Linked DNA regions of Macaca mulatta: region 2 is linked to region 1. Evidence: chromatin contacts called from public Hi-C data. All regions are on one chromosome and are shown on one strand. Each heading gives the region's core, a stretch centred on a gene start, on an enhancer-like site or on the middle of the called end of the contact. The rest is flanking DNA. Distances are from core to core; before and after follow the strand shown.

Evidence for each region. Hi-C and Micro-C count contacts between places; a contact is called where the count stands out from the background.
Region 2: a Hi-C map of fetal cortex germinal zone shows a contact between it and region 1, with 1.7 times the contacts expected there. The contact joins the promoter of DENND1A here to the promoter of LHX2 in region 1. A contact is called at or near these places in 2 of 14 Hi-C or Micro-C datasets (cortical neurons and fetal cortex germinal zone).

The regions. Positions count from the first base shown.
Region 1 is chr15:23,776,440-23,782,050 of T2T-MMU8v2.0, reverse strand. It overlaps LHX2 (LIM homeobox 2), which reads left to right and starts at 2,839. Exons shown (of 5, transcript NM_001261792.1): 1 at 2,839-2,988; 2 at 4,486-4,688. The coding sequence starts at 2,869. LOC106993611 (a long non-coding RNA gene) reads right to left here and starts at 2,060. Exons shown (of 2, transcript XR_001439886.3): 1 at 1-2,060.
Region 2 is chr15:23,860,388-23,865,998 of T2T-MMU8v2.0, reverse strand. DENND1A (DENN domain containing 1A) reads right to left here and starts at 3,495. Exons shown (of 21, transcript XM_077968020.1): 1 at 3,258-3,495.

The DNA.
Region 1 (5,611 bases), core at 1,590-4,089:
AGTACCCCACCCCCCGCCCCCAGATCCTAAGGCAGCCCCTCGAGCTTTCAAAACGTATTGTATCCAGCCCTCCCGGGAGCGGAGTTACACCAAGGACAAACACTCTAGCGTCGTTACAAATTTTTTCTACCCCTTGGGCGACCTCCAGATGAACCCTGGTGACTCTTAGATTGGATTTTCATTCCTTACTTTCTTTGAAAGAAAGTGCCCCAGATGCGTCAATAAAACATGCCTATGTATCCGTGTAGGCGTCCGCGTGCCTGCGCGCCGGCCATGTGCAGGCGCCGAAGCACACGTCTGTGTGAATACACGGGCACGCGCGTCTTTGGGTTTAGTGGTCCTTCCCTCGCGTTGGGGCATCTGTACACATGCAGCACATACACATATAATTGTAACTTCAAGTTTTTTCAAATATGCAAAACGACCTCGTAGGAGCACTTGCAGTGATTTAAGTAGAATCGCCTGAGCACGCAAGTGCAGGTATAACGTGCAATTTACCATTTTGCAGTTGCATCCTTCTTCCCAGCTCTGGACACTTTACACCTGATGCGCATGTGTAAGACCCTAGCGCTATAGTGGTGCTGGCTGTGATTTTGCCAACAGAAATAAAATTCGTGCTCGCTGTGTTTTTGCCAACAGAGATGAACATGTATATTTGCACACATGAACACAAGTTCATGTGCTTGGGCATTACACGCATACATATATTTGTGCACACATATATTTGTGTGTGAAAGTTACACACGCGAAAAACATGATTTCATCCTCAACTCTGTACCCTGTGAGGTAAACCGCAGGTCCTGACTATCCCCTTACCTGTCCTGGCAACAAGTCATTTCAGACTGACACCCGCCTTGTCCCTATTAGACAGAGCCAAACCTGCTTCCGAAGCAGACCCAGATGGGACTCTGTAACTGACGTGTTTATTCAGTTTTTGTCTACAATCATTTTATTTCCTAAATCCCTCCCCACCAGACACCTGGGCATTTCCCTCCAGTCCCCAGGAGACTCTAGGGTGAGCATGAAGCCTGGAGGCTGGGGGTGGCAGTTGGGATTTACCTAGCACGCTAGGTTGTTGGCCCCTGGTGAGGTGGTGCAGCCAGGCGGATAAGGAGGACTGGCGCCATCAGCGGGGTCTGAGACAAGGTGTGCCCAGTGGGCAGAGAATGGGCCTGTGGTTTTTAAGAACCTCACTGATATTGAATGTATCTTGGAGTGAGAAAGTTTTTAATGGAAAAGGAGAGGGCGTGATGAAATAATTTGCTAAGTGCCTACTATGGTCCAGGCATTTTACATCCACAGTCTCTTTCATTCAACACATCCATGCGGAGGAGAGCTTCTTGTCTCCTATTATAAAGGTCAGAAACAGGCTAAGGGAGGAGAAGTCACTAAGTTTACAGTGCATGTAAGTGGAAGAGCTAGGACTCGAACCCTAGCCTTTCTGAGTTCCTAAAGCCATGCTCGCCCCCACTCTTCCAGGCTGGGGAGAGAACGGGAAGAGCGAGAAACTACACGCTGGGCTGCAGACTGGGCCCTAGCGGGCTTGGAGCGTGGATATGCTGGCTGGCCCCCCTCCCCTGGAGTCACAGCTCTCGCCGGTCTCGCCTCTCAGGCTCAGCCGGATACCCAGGAGGCTTGCGCGGCCGCCTGTAGTCCGCTGTGCAGAGCCCGGGCCGAAGGCGGAGCTCGATGGAAAACGGCCGAAGGCTCTTGCAACTCTGCCCCAGGCCTGCCTTCCCGGGCCTCCCAGGCGGGTGCCGGAGGCCGCGGCTCCAGGCCGAGGGGAGACCGCAGTGAGACAAGCATCCCCTTGCTGCGCCTTCTTAGGATAGAGGGTTTAATTTTCCTTTCTGAAGATATCGCAGGAAGCTGTTCGTATCTTAAAAACTCCAAACCCCGCGCTCTCCCTCCTCCCTGTCTTCCCCCCACTCCGCCCTCCAGCCTCGCCCACCAGCTCCCACCATCTCGACTCTCCTCTGCTCCTCTTGCCTCTCCCCTCCCTCTGGGGTCTCCCGCCTTCCCGGAGCACGCGCTGCCAGGGCCTGGGGCGCCGAGCGGCCAATGGCACGGCGGCAGGACGTGATGTCAGGCGCGGCTGTAGAAAAGGCGCGGAGGCTTGCGCTGGCGCGGACTGCTGAGCCGGGGCTGGGCTAGGCGCGCGCTTGGAGAGCATTGCGCGCGGCTGGGCCCGCGGCCGGCGGCTCCTCCTCCCACTCTGCTCCTCCTCTTTTTTCTCCTCCTCCACCTCCTCCTCCGCCGCCTCCTCCTCCTCTTCCTCCTCCTCTTCAATTCTCCCGGTGGCTCGGCTCGGCTCGCAGGCTTCAGAGAAACCCCTACTCCAGTCGCCGACTCAGCGCCCAAGAGGGTCGCCTTGGGCTGGGGGCGCACCCCAGGGAGGGGAGGGGTCCAGGCAACTGGGCCGCCGCGGGCACCTAGCAGCTTCTGGGTGAACCCCGACCCCAGCCGTCGCCGCCTTGGGCAGAGTTTGCGCCCCTGCTTTGCGCCCCGGGCGCCGAAGCCGGGCGGGCGATGCCCGCGGCGTGAAAGCGCCCGCGGCGGGCGCCGACCTCTGCCCTAGTCTCCTGCTCCCCCCGCCCCGCTTGCCCCGTGCCCTTGTGACCCTGGCTTTGGCGCCGTCGCCCAGGCGCCCCGCAATGTAGCTGCCCCCGCGCCTCGGCTGGAGGCGTCCTGCCCCGCGGGCGCCCGGGGCCCGGAGCCCGGCCTGGGGGCGCAGCCGAGCTCGGGCGGGGCCGGGGCCGCGGTGGCGATGCACCGGGCCCGTTAGCACCAGGAGCGCCAGGCAGCTGAGGCGGGGGGCAAGCCCTCCCTCGGAGGAGCCGCGCCCCCGGCCCCGCCGGTCCCGCCGCGATGCTGTTCCACAGTCTGTCGGGCCCCGAGGTGCACGGGGTCATCGACGAGATGGACCGTAGGGCCAAGAGCGAGGCTCCCGCCATCAGCTCCGCCATCGACCGCGGCGACACCGAGACGGTAGGCGCGCGGTTGTGGGGTCGGGGTTGAGAGCTGGGATGGGGCCGGGCCAGTCAGCGCCTCTGCTCCCCGAAGTTTGGGGAGCGTCCTTCGTGCGGCACGGGACTGGGTGCTGGGGATCCTCGGTCAGAATGCAAGGCCAGTGGCTCCCGGTTCAGGGGAAACCCGGCTGCTGGGACGGAGAAGGGAAACAAGGTTGAAACCGAAATCTCCGCCCTGGCGGGTAGAGGAGAGCGTTTCTTCGGAAGTGGAAGCCAAGTCCCATCCGCGGCCCAGGGCAGCTTCCTTCTCACCTTGCCGGGCGCCGGGGTCGACAGCCCCGCGCTCTCCTCAACCTCTCGGCTCCGGTTGCTGGCGGCGCCGCGGGCGGCGCCAGGGAAAGGCGAACCAGCCGGGAGCACTGGGGCTGCAGCCGGCTTGGGCCGCTCTCGGCTTTCCGGCAATCGGGGATCTCCCTCAACCCCCTGCGCGGTTTCGGAGACCGAAGCCTTCGGGGCCAACATTTGTCGTTGTTCGCGTCCCCAGACCTTTGACTGGTCAGACTTAGCCAGGTCAGGGCTGGGAGTTCAGGCTCTGGCCTGGCCCTCGCCAAAGGAGACTCCATTCGGATCTCTACACCTGGCTCCGCGGGCCTAGCCCCAAATAGCCAGTTCCTCGCCTCAGACCTCCCTGGGGGCCAGAGGAGCAGACACTGCCCAAGTAGCGGGCCCAGAAGTGACCTTTAGGAGGCCGCGGAGGTGGGGAGCACGGGAGAAGCTTCTCTGCTTCGGGAGCAGGACCAGCGGCCCCAGTGGCCTCCCAGCCTCCGAGCCCTTCTTCGGTTAGACCTTCTCTGCTGGTCAGTTTGGATAGGGGAGGATTTGGGTTGAACCTGTCCTTCACCCAGGGACTTTGAGGGTGTCCCTGCACCCCATTCACCTCATCCCTGAACCCAAGAGGGCCCCAGCCTGTGTGGCAGAGGAGCCAGAAGTTGGCTGACTTGTCCTGGCCTTAACCTCTGGCCTAAGGATCCAGGGATCACTGAAGCTGGGGCCCAGGAACTCTGCTGTCTCTCCAAAGAGGAGTCTGTGTGGAGGGTAACTTAATGGTCACCTTAGCCCCCGCCCCCCGGCTCATTTAAGAAACAGTTTGGGGAAAGCTCTTGGAGGGCTTGACTGGAGTAGCTGTCCTGGTCCCTAAACACAGCCGGAGCATTTTGGGGGAAAGGACAGGGAGGACTGGAAGGGAGAGAGGTAAGCAGGAGAGCCATTTAGGCCAGGATCCCGGCCTGGGCCGGTAGCAGGCTAGGGCTGCGCTGGCGGGCCTGGGTTCTAAACCGCCCAGAAATGAAAATGGGCCTTTTGGGGTGGGGGGAAGCCCGCCGCATGCCCTGGCAGCCCCCTCCGCGTTCAGGGCTAGCCGAGGCCACAGAGGGAGCTGTGGGTGCCAGTTTCGCGGCGGCGGAGGGGCCGCTGGCTGACGCAGGCGCTGCCGTCTTCCGCCTCCCTCCCTTCGCAGACCATGCCGTCCATCAGCAGTGACCGCGCAGCGCTGTGCGCTGGCTGCGGGGGCAAGATCTCGGACCGCTACTACCTGCTGGCGGTGGACAAGCAGTGGCACATGCGCTGCCTCAAGTGCTGCGAGTGCAAGCTCAACCTGGAGTCGGAGCTCACCTGTTTCAGCAAAGACGGTAGCATCTACTGCAAGGAAGACTACTACAGGTAGCCCCCCACCCAACTGCCCCTCAGGACCCCTCCCCCCAGTTTCAGGCACAATCTTACAGTTTGGCCCTCTCCTTTCCCTTTAGTCCCAGGAGAGGGTTCACTACTCAGGACTCCCCACCGCCCCGCCCCAGCTTCTCCAAGCCAGCACAAATTGGGTGATAACCTTTTAAAGCAGCAATTTGGGGAGCTCTTGGAAAGGTCTACAAAGTAAGAGAACCCGAAAAAGAGCAGAAGCTGCCCGCCCCCTCGGAGCTCAGACCACAAAAAAGCTTGAGTTGGGATCCTTGCTCCCCTCTCTCTTTGAAGTTTCTTGAGTTAATCTGAGGTTATAGAAACAGGCACCCCTAAACCTAGGCAGCCCAAGCTGGACAGAAACACAGTTGGAAGGAGAGCTGTGGGAGTGGGTGCATTTCCAGGTCTTTTGAGAAAATGGGAGTGAAAGCTGGCCAAGATCAAAGAACCAGAATCACTAGCAGACTCCAAGTTCCCTGTTTCTCCTTCTCCCCAGTTTTAGGGTTAAGATCTATGTATATTCTCTCTGTTGTCTCTCTTTCCCTGTCTCTGTGTTTCTTCCAAATTACAAAAGTCAGTAGGATTCCCAGGCGCTGGTTTGGAGGGAGGAGTAAAGGTTGAGAAAGGGATAAGTGGTGTCTCCCTCCACTCCCAGGTAAAGGCTTTCCTAGGGCTTGCGGAGACTCTGGGTGAAGTAGAAGTCTTTGTAGGCATGAGTGTGTCAAGGGAAACTATTTTAGGGCAGGACCAGGCCTGGGTCAAAATCTAGTTCTCTCTCCCCCGCCCCATCCTCCAAATAAAGGCCGGGTTATCCATCTTGAGGAGGGGATTGCCCACCGCAGTAGCAGCGGCACCTGGAGGAGGAAAAGGGGGGTACCCAACCGTGTGTTCCCACAGCCCCTCCCTCC
Region 2 (5,611 bases), core at 2,246-4,745, 83 kb before region 1:
AAAAATTTATAAAATATAAAACTTTTCTTCCTCAAGGGTTTAAATTTTTTTTAACTCGATGTACACTCAACTCAGAGAACTCAGAGTCTTAATTAGAATCTTAATGTAGATCCTAAAGCATTTCTTAAATGCATTCCATGAACTCTTCTCAAACAACCACGTGCCAGGCATTGAGTTTGACACAGGGAACTCAAAGATAAATAAGACAGTCCTTGCTCTCAAGAAGTTTATGTCCAGCATGGTACAGGAGACAGACAAGAAACAAGATTCAGTACCGCGTCTGCGATAAACACAAGGGGCCATAGAAACACGGATGAAGGGCACCTGGCCTAGACTGGAACAGGAGTGGGTGGGGGTGGCAACAGGAAACTGGCATCAAGGCAGGCTTCCAGGGGATGGCATCTGATCTTAGGCCTATAAACGCTCATTCTCTCATTTGAAAAATGTGGTTAATAAACAGCATCGCCACCACTGGACAGTAGTGAGGGTTTCATGAAATGGTTCACATTAAGGATTTCCATGGTACCTGACAGAGATTGTGTTCAACCAGGCTTAAACTCTAAAGAGAAGTCTGATCAAACACTAAATTTTAACACCTGTGCCTAGCAACTCACGTGCTTTACCACTGATCACACAACAGACACCAGCTTCACAATTACACACAATATTGTTTTTAATCGACTTTTATTTTTTAATAATGAGACAATGTTAAGCCCTACTCTGCATGTTAACAGCCTAATTCCTTGGTCATTAAAATTTTCTTCTCCATTACCTTAAACATACCTTTCTCTGACATTTCTAATATACAGTAATGTTCTTAGTCTTTTGATACAGAAGGTGAAAAAAAAGGAAAAAAAAACAATTACTGAGTTTTTAACACGGACCTAGCATTTATATTGATACTGTGTTCATTGCTCATAATAACCCTACAACCTGGACACATTCCTCCCCATTTTACCTCAGGGAAACTGAGGTTGAAAAGGCAGTCTGTGTGAAGTTTCATAATTAGCATTAAAAAGAGCTGGAATTTGAACCTAGATCTGATTCCACCTAGTCAACTGACTTGTTGCATCAGAGATAAGCAAGAGAAAACAAAGGGAACCCCTCCCCCTTGCCCCTACCTCCAAGACTGTCCAATTCAATGGAACCTGCACACTTAGATTTCACCACAGCCAGGAGAACACCTTGAATGCCCTGCCAGGAGGGAATAGCCAGCCAGTAGTAACCAAAGCTCCGTCTTCTGCAACAACTAGAGAAGCACTTAAGTGGGTAATTTCCTGTCCATCCCCATTCTGAGCCACAGGCAGAAGTTGCATAATCAACAGTCACTATAAATCACAACTACTTTTCATAACTTCTCTCTTCATATTCTGTTTCAGTTTCACCACAAACTAACATATTTCCCAAGCCTAAGTTTTTATCACAGAGTAGTCTAGTTCCAAGATCAATAAGGCTATTCTTCATACTTAATACAAGTCCATGCCTTAGTAAATTCCCTTGTCCAAGTGCTCAGAATTAGCGATGGGTTCCACAAGACACATTTGAGAAATGTTATTTGTCCAACCTGCTACCTTGGAGAGCAACAGACATTTGACGGCTAGCCATCCGAACTTTTACTTGCTGGATTTTAATACTGGTTCTGACACTCACCGCCTCATGTCAGGCAAGTTTCTGAACTTTTCTGTAACAAGAAGGGTAAGTGTCCTCACGCATACTCTGCAACTCTAACATGGCTTCTGGAAAGTGTTTCTAAGTGCTATTGAAATCCAAGTTTACAACTCTTACTTGGAAGTAGGAGCTAAACTTGAGTGCCTCTTTAATCCCAATGGTTCACAAACGACATCTTTTTACCTCCCAAGCCTCTCAAGCTCTTGTTTGGAGCATGCTTCTAACTTTTTTCTCATTTCCACAAAAATAAAGATTTAACAGAGTGTTCATGCGACTCTTCCACTTTCACTGCCATAAGCAAACTTTTCTAGTTTCATTCAGCAGATGTCTCAAGGCTGCTGCAGCGCATCCCATACATATTTTGCAAATGGGAAGCCTAACCACACGGGGACTGCAAGGCTGGGCAAGGGTCACACTGCACGGGCATCACCTGGACATGAGATGCAATGTTTGAATAATTATTAGATTTCGCCCTTAAGGCCCTTCTCCTTTCCAACTTCCCTAGTACAATTCTCAAAATGCTGAAATAAACACATTCCACAGACTTTCCCGTAAGAGGGTTTAAAGTGTTCTAGGAAAGTTGTTTTACAGAAAAGCCTATGCTGTCAACTTTGCTTTTTAATGCCCTTAAACAATTCTATTAGTCACAGAGGAAAAAGCGAACATTTGTTAGTAATTAGAGATAAAACATCTCCAGTTCTGGGGCAAAGGAAGGGAGAGGCCACAAGAGGACCTGCCTGGGAGGGGAGATAGAGTCCAAAGCCACACACCCAAATTGGACCGCTTAAGAGTTGCACTTTCCAAAGTCAACTTCTAAGTCTACGAAGAGGGCAACAATGTTTCAGTGGATTCTGAAGTTACATGTATCAACAATTTCCCCGGAAAGCTAATCCTCCACCGGAAAGCCAAACCTCCAGGTGAATGAATGAGTGGGGGAATTCGCCAGATTGAGTTACAAAGCCTTTCCAACGATTATCAAGAGCAGGTGTTTGGTTACAACACAGAGGTATCCTCCTTCACACCCTTTGGCCCTTGCCGTGTGGAGATTTTCACAGATAAGAGGGGGGAAATAGGAGAGAGACGGGCCTTCCTCCCCGGCCATCCACACCTTAGGTCCATGAGTGTGACCCCTCCCTCTAAGAACCTCACGCGACTACTGCGGGGGCCGCAGGCCTCAAGCGGCCAGGCTGCAACCTCTCCGGACCTGCCAACTCTCAGGGGCGCCCCAAACATGCCCGTTTGGGGAGGTGCTTCCGGGGCTTTCCCACTCCCCATCCCCACAGTTGAAGGGCCATTTTCAGGGGCTCTCCGTAAACCCGGGGAGGGGGCCGCCCAGTAATCTCAGCTGTTCCGGCCCCTAGGTAAGGAGGGGACACCTGGCCCCCGGCGCCCTGCCACCCCGCGCGCACCCCGCCCCCGCGCCTCCCTGGATCGCCATGGCAACCGTCCCCCTCCCCGCGTGACGCCTGCACGCGGGGCGCCCCTCCGGTCCCGGCAACAAGTCCCCCGCGCGGCCCGCGGCCTGCAGCCCTGGCCCGGCCTCGCCGCCCCGCGCCCGGCCCGGCTCCGCCCGGCCCGGCCGCACTCACTTGATCCTGGAGCCCATGGTCCCCGGGCCTCCTCATGGGCCCGCGGGCCCCGCTCGGCGCTGCGCTGCCCGCCCGCCCGCGGCCGACCGGCCTCCCTCTGGCGCTCTCCCCGCCCCTTCCTCCCTTCCCTCAGGCTGGGGCCCGCCCGCTCGAGGCTCGCTCCCTCGCCGCCGCCGCCGCCTCCAGGGGTTAATGTACTCGCTCCAGCCCGGCGAACGCCATGGTCGCCGGCGCGCGTGCCCGGCGCGCGCCGCCCCCACCGCCTCTCACCGCCGCCCCTCCCGCCCGCGCTGCCGCCGCCGCTGCCCGCGGGGGCTGCTGGGAAGTGTAGTCCGCACGCGGGGGCGGGGCCGTGGCCGGCGGGGGCGGGGCAGGAGCGCGGTCACCCGCACGTCTCCCCGGGCGCGGGCCCCGGAGGACTGTGGCGTTCCTGCGCAGGCCCTTACACGTCTCCACCCCACTGCGTCCCGCTGGAAACCTCCACTCACAGCCGGCCTGAAGAGACCTTAATCCTCTCATGGAGACCCCTAGCCCTCCCGATGAAACCGCCACCCATCCTCCCCTTGGAGGCCTCCCACCCAACCCTTCTAACGGACAGCTAATGTCTCCCGCCTAGGCCTCCATGAAAACACGTTTTCCCTTTAACATCCCGCACTTTCCAGTAAGTTCCGTGCAGAACCTCTTCTGCATCACACCGTCCACTTCCCCATCTGAAGGCCTTTCCTCTTCCTTTCCCCTTAGAGCTTGAAGGAGACCCCACATACCTACAGGAAAGCCACTTGGGGGCTGCGTGGACCCATGTGGTGACTCAGCTCTGCCCTCCCCTTGAGGACCTCTGTCTCCCTTTATCAGCCGTTTTGGGGACTCCAACATCGAAGCCTCCTTTTACCACAAAAGTCCCTGATAGAGATTAACTCAGTGCAGATGAAAGGATTTGAGAGCCGAGATCACCAACCTGCTACCTGCCCCTGCTCCCTGCCTTGGGATTCACTTCCATGAACACCTCAATTTCATCCCCTCTAGGCCCAGAGGGATCATAAAGGAAGCAATAATGAAAGCTACCATTAGCCACCCCTTAATGAGCGGGTGAGTGCCCTTCCTGAATCAGACACAGTATTTCCGTACATCATTAGTGCCAATCCTCACAATAATCCTGTGTTCATCTCCCTAATTTACAAAGAGGAAACTGAGCCACATTCCCAAGATCACATAACTAGTAGCGAGTGAAGCCAAGATTAGTGTCCAGACTGAATAATTCCAGACATGTGACACAGTCATGCTTTAAAGTGGCACCTTCCACAAGTCCAAAGACACTTTTAATATTAGGCATTTTTTTTTCCTTTTTTCAATTTTCTGTCCTGAAGCCATTAATCGCTTCTGCCATTTCAGTTCTTATAAATGCATGGAGTGCCTCTTCACCCTACCCCCACCCCATAGCCACTGTGTAACTAGTCCTGCGTCCTAGCTCCTGGCCAGGCTAGGAGCAAAGAAAGCAGTAAGATAAGTCATAGAAGACTTCTTCTGTTTGAGTCACCTTCTGAATAAAGGTAGTTTCTCCCTTTTCCCTTTTGCCTGTACCTTGAGGTTGTTGAAGTCAAAGGGTAAACTTTTTAAAATTAAAACCAAAAAAAAAGTGAAAATGTCCAAACTGTCATTTTGAATTTAAAGTCTTATGCACCCAGACACCAATACCGACTTGTAAACACCCGCAGGAGCAAAGCTCTGCTAGACAGGCAGGAGCTCTGTGGTGTTTATTCACCTGTGAAACATCTCCAAGGAACAGTTGTTATCAAGATCTTCCCTGGAATGGGCAGCCAGTTCAAAAGCTCTGAGCAGGAGACTATAAATAAGACAAAGTTATTGGTGGAAGGCAAAGCTGGCTGCTTTTCAAAGGAGGTTGTAGCCATCTTGGCCACAAAAATGTCTGGGTGCCTGCTGGGTGGCGTGTGTGTGTGTGTGTGTGTGTGTGTGTGTGTGTGTGTTGGAGAGGGAGGTAGAAGGTGGAGATTATGTGTCTGCTCAGGTGGCCTCAGAGACAGCAGGGTGGTCTGAGGAGAGAGCACTGGACTGGGAGTGAGGAATCTTCTAATTCTGGCTTCAGCATTGACTGGTAGATTTTATGCAAATGATTAGACAAGTGTATGTTTCAGTTTCCTCCTTAGTGTAGAGGGTGATGAGAAGCTTCCATCATAAGAGCGAGTGCAACATAGGAGCAAAGAGCACAGGCTTTAGAACCAGACTGCCAGGGTTTAAATCTCAGCTCTACCTCTTACTAAATATGTGACCTTGGGTGAATTATTCCTTCTCTGTGTGTCTCAGGTTCTCCGTCTGTAAAATAGAAATGATGATAATAA